Regions from separate parts of the Drosophila melanogaster genome. Here region 1 is linked to region 2. A link is a contact called in public HiChIP or PLAC-seq data. All regions are on one chromosome and are shown on one strand. Each heading gives the region's core, a stretch centred on a gene start, on an enhancer-like site or on the middle of the called end of the contact. The rest is flanking DNA. Distances are from core to core; before and after follow the strand shown.

Evidence for each region. HiChIP or PLAC-seq counts read pairs in DNA pulled down with a chosen protein or histone mark.
Region 1: an H3K27ac HiChIP or PLAC-seq map of the Kc167 cell line shows a contact between it and region 2, with 2.1 times the contacts expected there. The contact joins the promoter of CG32344 here to the promoter of wac in region 2. A contact is called at or near these places in 6 of 107 Hi-C or Micro-C datasets (the D17-c3 cell line, the Kc167 cell line, the S2 cell line and 2 more) and 1 of 6 datasets of contacts at active chromatin or transcription factors (the Kc167 cell line).

What each region holds. Positions count from the first base shown.
Region 1 is chr3L:323,134-326,593 of dm6, forward strand. CG32344 reads right to left here and starts at 1,587. Exons shown (of 6, transcript NM_138184.5): 1 at 1,520-1,587; 2 at 916-1,465; 3 at 107-861; 4 at 1-35. The coding sequence starts at 1,522. Atac3 (Ada2a-containing complex component 3) reads right to left here. Exons shown (of 9, transcript NM_167828.4): 5 at 3,289-3,406; 6 at 2,900-3,225; 7 at 2,747-2,841; 8 at 2,622-2,691; 9 at 1,852-2,561. The coding sequence ends at 2,103.
Region 2 is chr3L:256,799-260,588 of dm6, forward strand. wac (wee Augmin) reads left to right here and starts at 1,378. Exons shown (of 3, transcript NM_001274265.1): 1 at 1,378-1,597; 2 at 1,653-1,965; 3 at 2,025-2,299. The coding sequence starts at 1,594. The coding sequence ends at 2,199. DIP2 (DISCO Interacting Protein 2) reads right to left here and starts at 1,156. Exons shown (of 16, transcript NM_138175.4): 1 at 755-1,156; 2 at 332-403; 3 at 1-258. The coding sequence starts at 827. Tudor-SN (Tudor staphylococcal nuclease) reads right to left here. Exons shown (of 4, transcript NM_001274266.1): 3 at 3,513-3,790; 4 at 2,245-3,115. The coding sequence ends at 2,705. It overlaps snoRNA:Tudor-SN-a (a small nucleolar RNA gene), which reads right to left and starts at 3,482; the gene lies at 3,172-3,482.

The DNA of each region.
Region 1 (3,460 bases), core at 337-2,836, 67 kb after region 2:
TTGTAGGCGTTTTCGCTGGTGCGCAATACTCCGGCCTGCAGAAATACATGTACAATTACGTATCATTAGAAACCATAAAATGCAGTACACTCCATTTGAAACTTACAATATGGTGACTTTTCTTTATATCGGTCACTGTGAGGTGCTCTTCCTCGAGCAAATCTTGCGGAATGGTTCCCAATGCCGAGCTGTCGTGTATATTAAAGGGTCTGTTCAAGAACAAGTGCAGATCCAGTAGATGTGCTGTGTCGTCTGTGGATACAATAGAGTATGCGGTTCCTGTGCGACCAGCGCGAGCGCAACGACCTACCCGGTGGACAAACAGTTTCGGTTTACCCGGGAAGTGCAGGTTCACCACAAAGTCTAGACTGGGAATGTCAATACCACGCGCGGCCACGTCCGTGACTATTAGCACGGACACCTTTTTGTTCACAAATTTGGCGGTGTTTATTTTGCGTGCAGCTGGATCCAGGCTGGAGTAGACTGAGGCGTTGGAGATTCCAGCCTCAGTAAGTATGTACGAAATGAGTTCGACATGGTGCTGAGTACCGGCGAACACCACGGTTTGCGACTGCACCGGAATAACGTACTTAAGAAGAACCACAAGTGCTGTGTAGCGGTCGTCTGGTCGACAGTACAGAAACTTTAGAGCCAGCGCATCCGGGAGCTTGGATTCGACGTCTAAACGAATGAGCACTGGGTCGTTCAGTCCGGCACGGGCGAACTCTACTAGCAGTTTTGGCAGCGTGGCTGAAAACATGACCGTCTGCCGGGACGATGGCAATCTGTGCAACGTTTCGTTCAGTTGCTCGCCGAAGCCCATCTCGAAGAGTCGATCGGCTTCATCAAACACCACGTACTCTAGAGAGCAAATAAATTAATTCCTGCTTTTATGGTCCGCAACTATCAACTCACCTATGGAATTTAGCTTCAAGTCCATTTCTACGCACAAATGAAGAAAACGACCTGGCGTTGCAACAATTACGTCCGGACAGGTATGTATGGCCGAGAACTGTGAGTCCATGGAGTCGCCACCTAGCACCAGAATGCTCTTCAGTTCCATAAAGCGGCCCAGCTCCTTTATGAACTTATACGTCTGCACAGCCAGTTCGCGCGTCGGAGACAGGATCAGGGCACGGGCCCCCTTTGTGGGCTCGCGCCTCTGTAGCTTTTCAAAGAGCGGAATCAGAAAGCAGGCCGTCTTGCCAGAGCCCGTCTTGGCCATTGCCACCACATCGCGTCCCTCCAGGATCAGCGGAATCGTTTTCCGCTGTATGGGGGTGGGAACCTTGTAACCCCGCTTGGTGATGCCCTTTATCAGCTCGAAGCCCAGGCCCATCGACTGGAATCCACCACTCTTGTTCTTCTTGGACTTGGACTTGAGAATGTCGGCGCCCCGGTCGCTGGTGCCGGCATCGTTGTCCAGTGATGGAAAGCCTGGTATTTCATCCGCCTGCTTCTTACGCTGCCAATGCAAAGTATGTATTGAAAGCTAAGCAACAAGAGACAATCCTCTTACCATATTTTTTTTGTTTTGAATAAAAACAACACGTGCAAAATCGATGACTATTCCACACTATCGATAACTCCATAAATTATCCAACACTGATTTCTTAAAAATTGACTAACGCTACAATATACCGCATTGTAATTGGCGCTTAGATTTTCATTTGATTAACTCGCGTTTTATTATTTTAATATTTACTATTTTGAGTAGACCATCTTTTAAATCGACCATATATACACTGCCGATTAAAATTAGAGGATAGCTTACATATGCCCAAAGGGAAAAAACCTCATAAGACCTCGACCAAACGGGAAAATAACAGATATAAAAGACTGGTGCGATTTAATAGCTATGTAAATGTATTAAATAAATGCTACATCTTGTGCAGATTATGGATTGAAAATGAATTTTTTAAACGATATATTTCTATCGACATCCGAATTGGTTTAAAGCTCTCATAGCATTCAAGTTATTAAGGTTTCGATAAGAAATGGTATGAAATCGTCATTAAACTGGGTGCTTTACAAATGCACTTATCGGCTGAATATCCTAAATATACCTTATCGAACTTACGCTAAACTTATCTTTGCATTAACTAAACGTCCTCTCCAAAATCCAAGTCCGCCTCCGACTCTTGAACCAGCACCATCTGCTCCAGGCGGTCAATGCGCCTCAGCATTTCCTCCTTTTCCCGCTGAAAGGAGTCGGCCCGCCGCCGCAGGTCTTCGTTTTGACGCCGCAACTCGTGAAGCTGGCGACAGATCTCAGAAGAAGTTAGCAGCGGCATCACGTTCGGAGATTTCGGCGACTGCTTCGTCGCATTGACGATTGTCTTGCCAGGTGCCGCCCCGTTGTTTACTGCGCCTTGGCCGGATCCTGCCGAGAGTGAAGGTCGCAGCTGTATCGTCTGGACGGTGCCCACTTGTCCCCTAAGCGAACTGCCCGACGCGGGATGGCCTGAAGGCAGTGGGGATGGGACCGCGGCTTCGTTCTGGCTGTGTGATTCTTCTAGCGCAGTGAGATCCTGCGGCCTTTGCAGGGAGGGGAGCTTTAACTAATTAAGCGGGGTTCAAGTAAAGTAAGGAGGTGAGCTCAGAAACTATTTAATATTCACCTGTCGAGCCTGCAACTGGCGCATGTTGACTAGCTTTGTGCCATCGGGAAGATGCCGCACCATTCCAGAGCTGTCGATAAGGCAAGATCTTATATATATCTCCCAAATATGTGAAATTAACGTACCTTGCCAATGAGGCGGGTATTTTCTGAAGGGACTTTGCCGTGCTGTCCGATCCGTAGAGTTTCTTAAAATCAGTCAACGAGATAATGCGTATATTCTGCCCTCAAATATTAATTATTATACGAATTAGCGAAACAAAACAATGAAATGCATACCTTGTTCTTGGCAACTCCCGCCGGTGACGGAAGATCCTTCTGCTTCAGGACATTCATCCGAATCTTGGGATGAGAATTATTAACATTTGTGCGGAGCGCTGCGACCGAAGGCCGGGCGTTTCCGTTCGTGGATTGCTTGCCGCTGATGCCCGATTTTGTTTCGTGCAGCAGCATGCGTCCTCCTTCAGAGAGGACAAGTTGGCGTCCATTCTGCAACGCAGTGTTCAGCATTTCTTTCGAGTCCTCGTCATCGTTGTCCTGCACCATGTCTGCGATTTCGTGCGTCTTTAGTATGTAAAGCGCAGTGTTCCGCAGGACGTTTGCATCTGGCAGGGAAAATAGGTTTTTCGTTAAATATTCGTTTAATATCTCCGAATCTAGTAACTTACGGCCTCGCATGTTTTCTAGGACATCCATTCGTTCTTCAACCGACATTTCTTTGTCGTCCACGGTTTTAATTACTTCCGGTTCGTCCATTATTGAGCTGACAGCTTCATTGGTTTCCTTCTGCAAATCGATGGGGAATAAATATGATATGATTTTTCTTTCTGCGAATCAATT
Region 2 (3,790 bases), core at 128-2,627:
GCATATTTTCGTAGCCAGGAGCCCCAGCATTTCCGCTCTGTGGTGCCGATGACAAGCTCATGGCGGCTTGCTGATGGAAGTCAATTTTTTTGGAATGTCTTTGCTGCGAGGAGGACAGGGAGGGCACTTCAGTCACATAACTGTAGCCCTCGCTGGACACAATGACGCCGTCGTTATTGATGTTTCCGTGGTTGGTGCTGTTGTTGGCATTTTTAACGTTGTAGTATGGCGGTGGCGGCGTACTTTTCACTTTATCGCCTGTTCACAACAAAAGGATCAAGAACTTTCTGGTGACGACCAAACGACCAAATATCAATGTTTTCGAACATACCTTCTGGCTTCTTTAGGAACGGCTGCAACAGCTTCGCCCTTTTCTTTTCGTAGCCTTTCTGCGTAATGTCACCTAGAAAAGCAGATGGAATTGTTTTCTTAACGATTAATATGTCCGCTGGGCCTCGTCGTTTTTTGAAAAGCGTGGAGTAGCGACTGAATCATGTATTCATGCTGAAAGCCACACAACACAACACACACACTTTTCTTTTAATTGGTCGGTCCCCGACTATATGTGGGCAGCTTTCAGCGAAAGAAAAGCCGAGAACAGCACTTGTAATCCCATTTGGGGGCGACAAGTATCCAATGATTTGAATCAGACCAGACTACGTCTGCCACAGTTTTCACGCGATTTTCTACAACTCAGTCGCCGCACTTTAACAACAATATTTTATTTTTGTGTGTATTATTCAAATAGGTATACCTTCCGACAGCTCTAAGTCCAGTTCGGCGAGCTTCTCGCGGACGTAGCCAGGCAGCGAGGCAGTGTGCTCCATGGCAGATGAAAAGTGTGGCTTTAGGGTTTTGTTCTATCCTCTTCCTTGGAGGATTCGTCTAAACTTTGGCTGGTCGCAGTACACAAACACACCCAGACACCGCTACTTTCCCACTTCGTTGTCAAAAATCGATCGATTTGCCATTTATTCTATTTCACATTTTGCCGACGCAAATAAATACATCCGTACTTGCGCAGCACCAGTACTTTGGGTTAGTTAGAAAACACGATATTACGAATGTCTTTTACGAATTTGCACAATGAAAGTAAACAAAGAAAAATAGCAGTACAAATCGATTTTATGAACTAGCGAAAAATTGATAACTATTTCTTCATACTCTTGGGACAACGGCCTTTTTCAATTTTCGAGATGCGGTCACACTGCCCAAGTAATCGAACCACGAATTTAAGTGTTATTTTTAATGATATTAGGCATAGAACCATTACAATTAAAAAGCTCTATTATTTATTACTTTAATCGCTTGTCTCTTAAAATTCGATTCAACAAAAGCAATTGGTGGCATTTTGCTAGGTAGCCCTGAAATACTGTAGAGACTATCGATATCTGCACCTAAGGCGCCTATTATCACATTCGGATTACGAAGACAAAGACATGCGAAACCTGGATACGATTAGTGGCGAAGAAAAGCAAAGTCCTGCCAACTTAGTCTAAATTGTTTCTAAGCCGGCTGCCTATACGCCTGCGTTTTGAGCAAAGCGGTAGTATCTTTTTCGGAACCATCGATAGCTTGTCATCTCCAGTAAAAATGCGTGAGTTTATTTAAAAAAAACGCTAGGCATACAACTAATTATTCTTATGATGCAGAGAACTTGAAGATCCAAGAGGAAGTCAATTCATTGATGCGTCTAGGCCAGCACTTCGATGACCAGTTAAAGCTGGCTAGCGTCGAGTTGGGCGATTTCTCGGACGATGACCTGGCGCTCCTTGACAAATGCGCCCAATATTATTCACTTTTGCACATTCACGACATCAATCTGAACTACTTGCGCGACTTCTATTGTGCCAAGAAGAGGGAATGCATAGAAAACCGGCAGACCACAGTGCAGCAACGCGTAGAGCTGCAGCGCATCCTCTCGTCCATCGAGGAGGCGACTAGGGACGTAGTTATGTTGGAGAGGTATTGGTGAACAAATCCCTTTAATAGTTGAATCCCTGACCAAAACCATTCTTCTGCAGATTTAATGCTGCTGCGGAAGAGCGGCTCATCCCGGATATCGTCGTAATGCAGCGAAACGCCCAACAGCTTGCAACAAAACAGGCCTTACTGGACCGGCAAAAAACCCTTAAGATCCCAAAGGATTTTAGCATTGAAAGTGTCATCGAGAAGGTAGATTCGCTGGAGCAGCGCTAAAGAAGTGAATTGCTTTCGTTTTTAAAAAATTATTTAATTGTATTTACTCAGTAATGCAAAACACTTTACAAAAACATAAAATCTGCAAATTTTAAAGATGAATGTTGAGGTTTACAACTTGGAACACTACACAATCAGAGGGTGCACTTATTTTGGTTATTGTACGCATTTTAAAAACGTTCCAATTGTTGCTAGGTTGTGTCAAATATTTATTTAAAGTATCATGATAGGAAAACTAGAAGACCAAATAATAATTTGCCAGCTGCTTAAAGCATACAAAAAGTGTACCGTGTTCTTCCATGCCATTGCTCATATGTATGTATTTGTGTATTTCCAATGTGGTATATGTATCATATATATTGGTGTATAGATAGAATTAGTAATTTCATATTCTTTAAGTTCTTGCTTGTTGTTATGTATATAAAGGGCGGGTATGTGGCAGACAATCTTTTCGGCTAGCAACGCGCTCCACGCCACAGGCCTACTCCACGTTTCCGGGCATCTTTTAGCGGAACTCGGGCGCATCATCTTGCGTTATGTCACCGTACTTCCAGATGGCCAGATGCGCGACCCGAGCTGCTTCCTGCGCGGCTTTGTACTGGTCCACTAGTTCCTTGAGCTTCCGCTCTCCACGCTGTTCGGCCAGAACAAGGCCCTCGGCTACAAGCTGCTTTCCAAAATCGACTTTAGTAGTTGGATCGCGAAGAGTGGCCAAGTTCGGCGACCCAGTCACCTTTAGCTCGACATTGAGTTGAACCTTATGGTTCAAAACGTCTTCGGAAAAGGCACGCAAGGCTTCTTCCTTATCTTCGTTGTCAGTTGGCAGGGCGACTAAGGCCAAAGCATACTCCGTAGCGTAGGGCTTTTCGCTGCTGAAGGCTGGTGGCAGGGCTGCCAAACGGTTGGTCGGAAGTGTCTAAAAATGGAAACGAGTGTTAATACTGCCAGGAAAAAATCACAATGGTTTTGGTATGAGTGTGTCGCAACTCGAATACTTTTGAAGCGTGGTTCTGGCGCCCCCAGCTACTCAGTGCTCTTGTTTCTCGCGTATTTTAAACCTGCTACTTTGGACAATGGTTGACCCAAAAAATATGGAACTACCTTTGCACCGTTGAAGAGGATGCCACACGACTTGAAACGGCGAACGCATTTAACGCAGCTGTAGGGTTTGCTTACGCCATCACGAATCTTATAAAATCATTCGATGAAGCCTATTTAATGTGGCAAGCTTATGACTCATGCGTTTCACTTCAAGCCGGAAACGGATCTAAGGAACTTGCAGTAATTTAAATGTTAGTCAAAGCGACACTTACCTCCTTGTTTCCATAATCGATGTACAGGACTGTAGCATTACTGCCCTGCACGCGTTCCACCTTGGCACGATACCACTGATTATCAAGTGTAAACTGAGCGGCCACCAGGTCACCACGCTTTGGCGTGTACGATCCAGCGATGGGTGGGTTGGACTGGAAATCGGCGTGAAGTTTGCTCATAAGCGACTCTAGCTTGGATCCGCTCTCCACAGATTGCGCGAAGAATGTCAGAGTTTCGGTGATCTCAGTGACAATAACGTTTTCGTAGTTGACTTTAC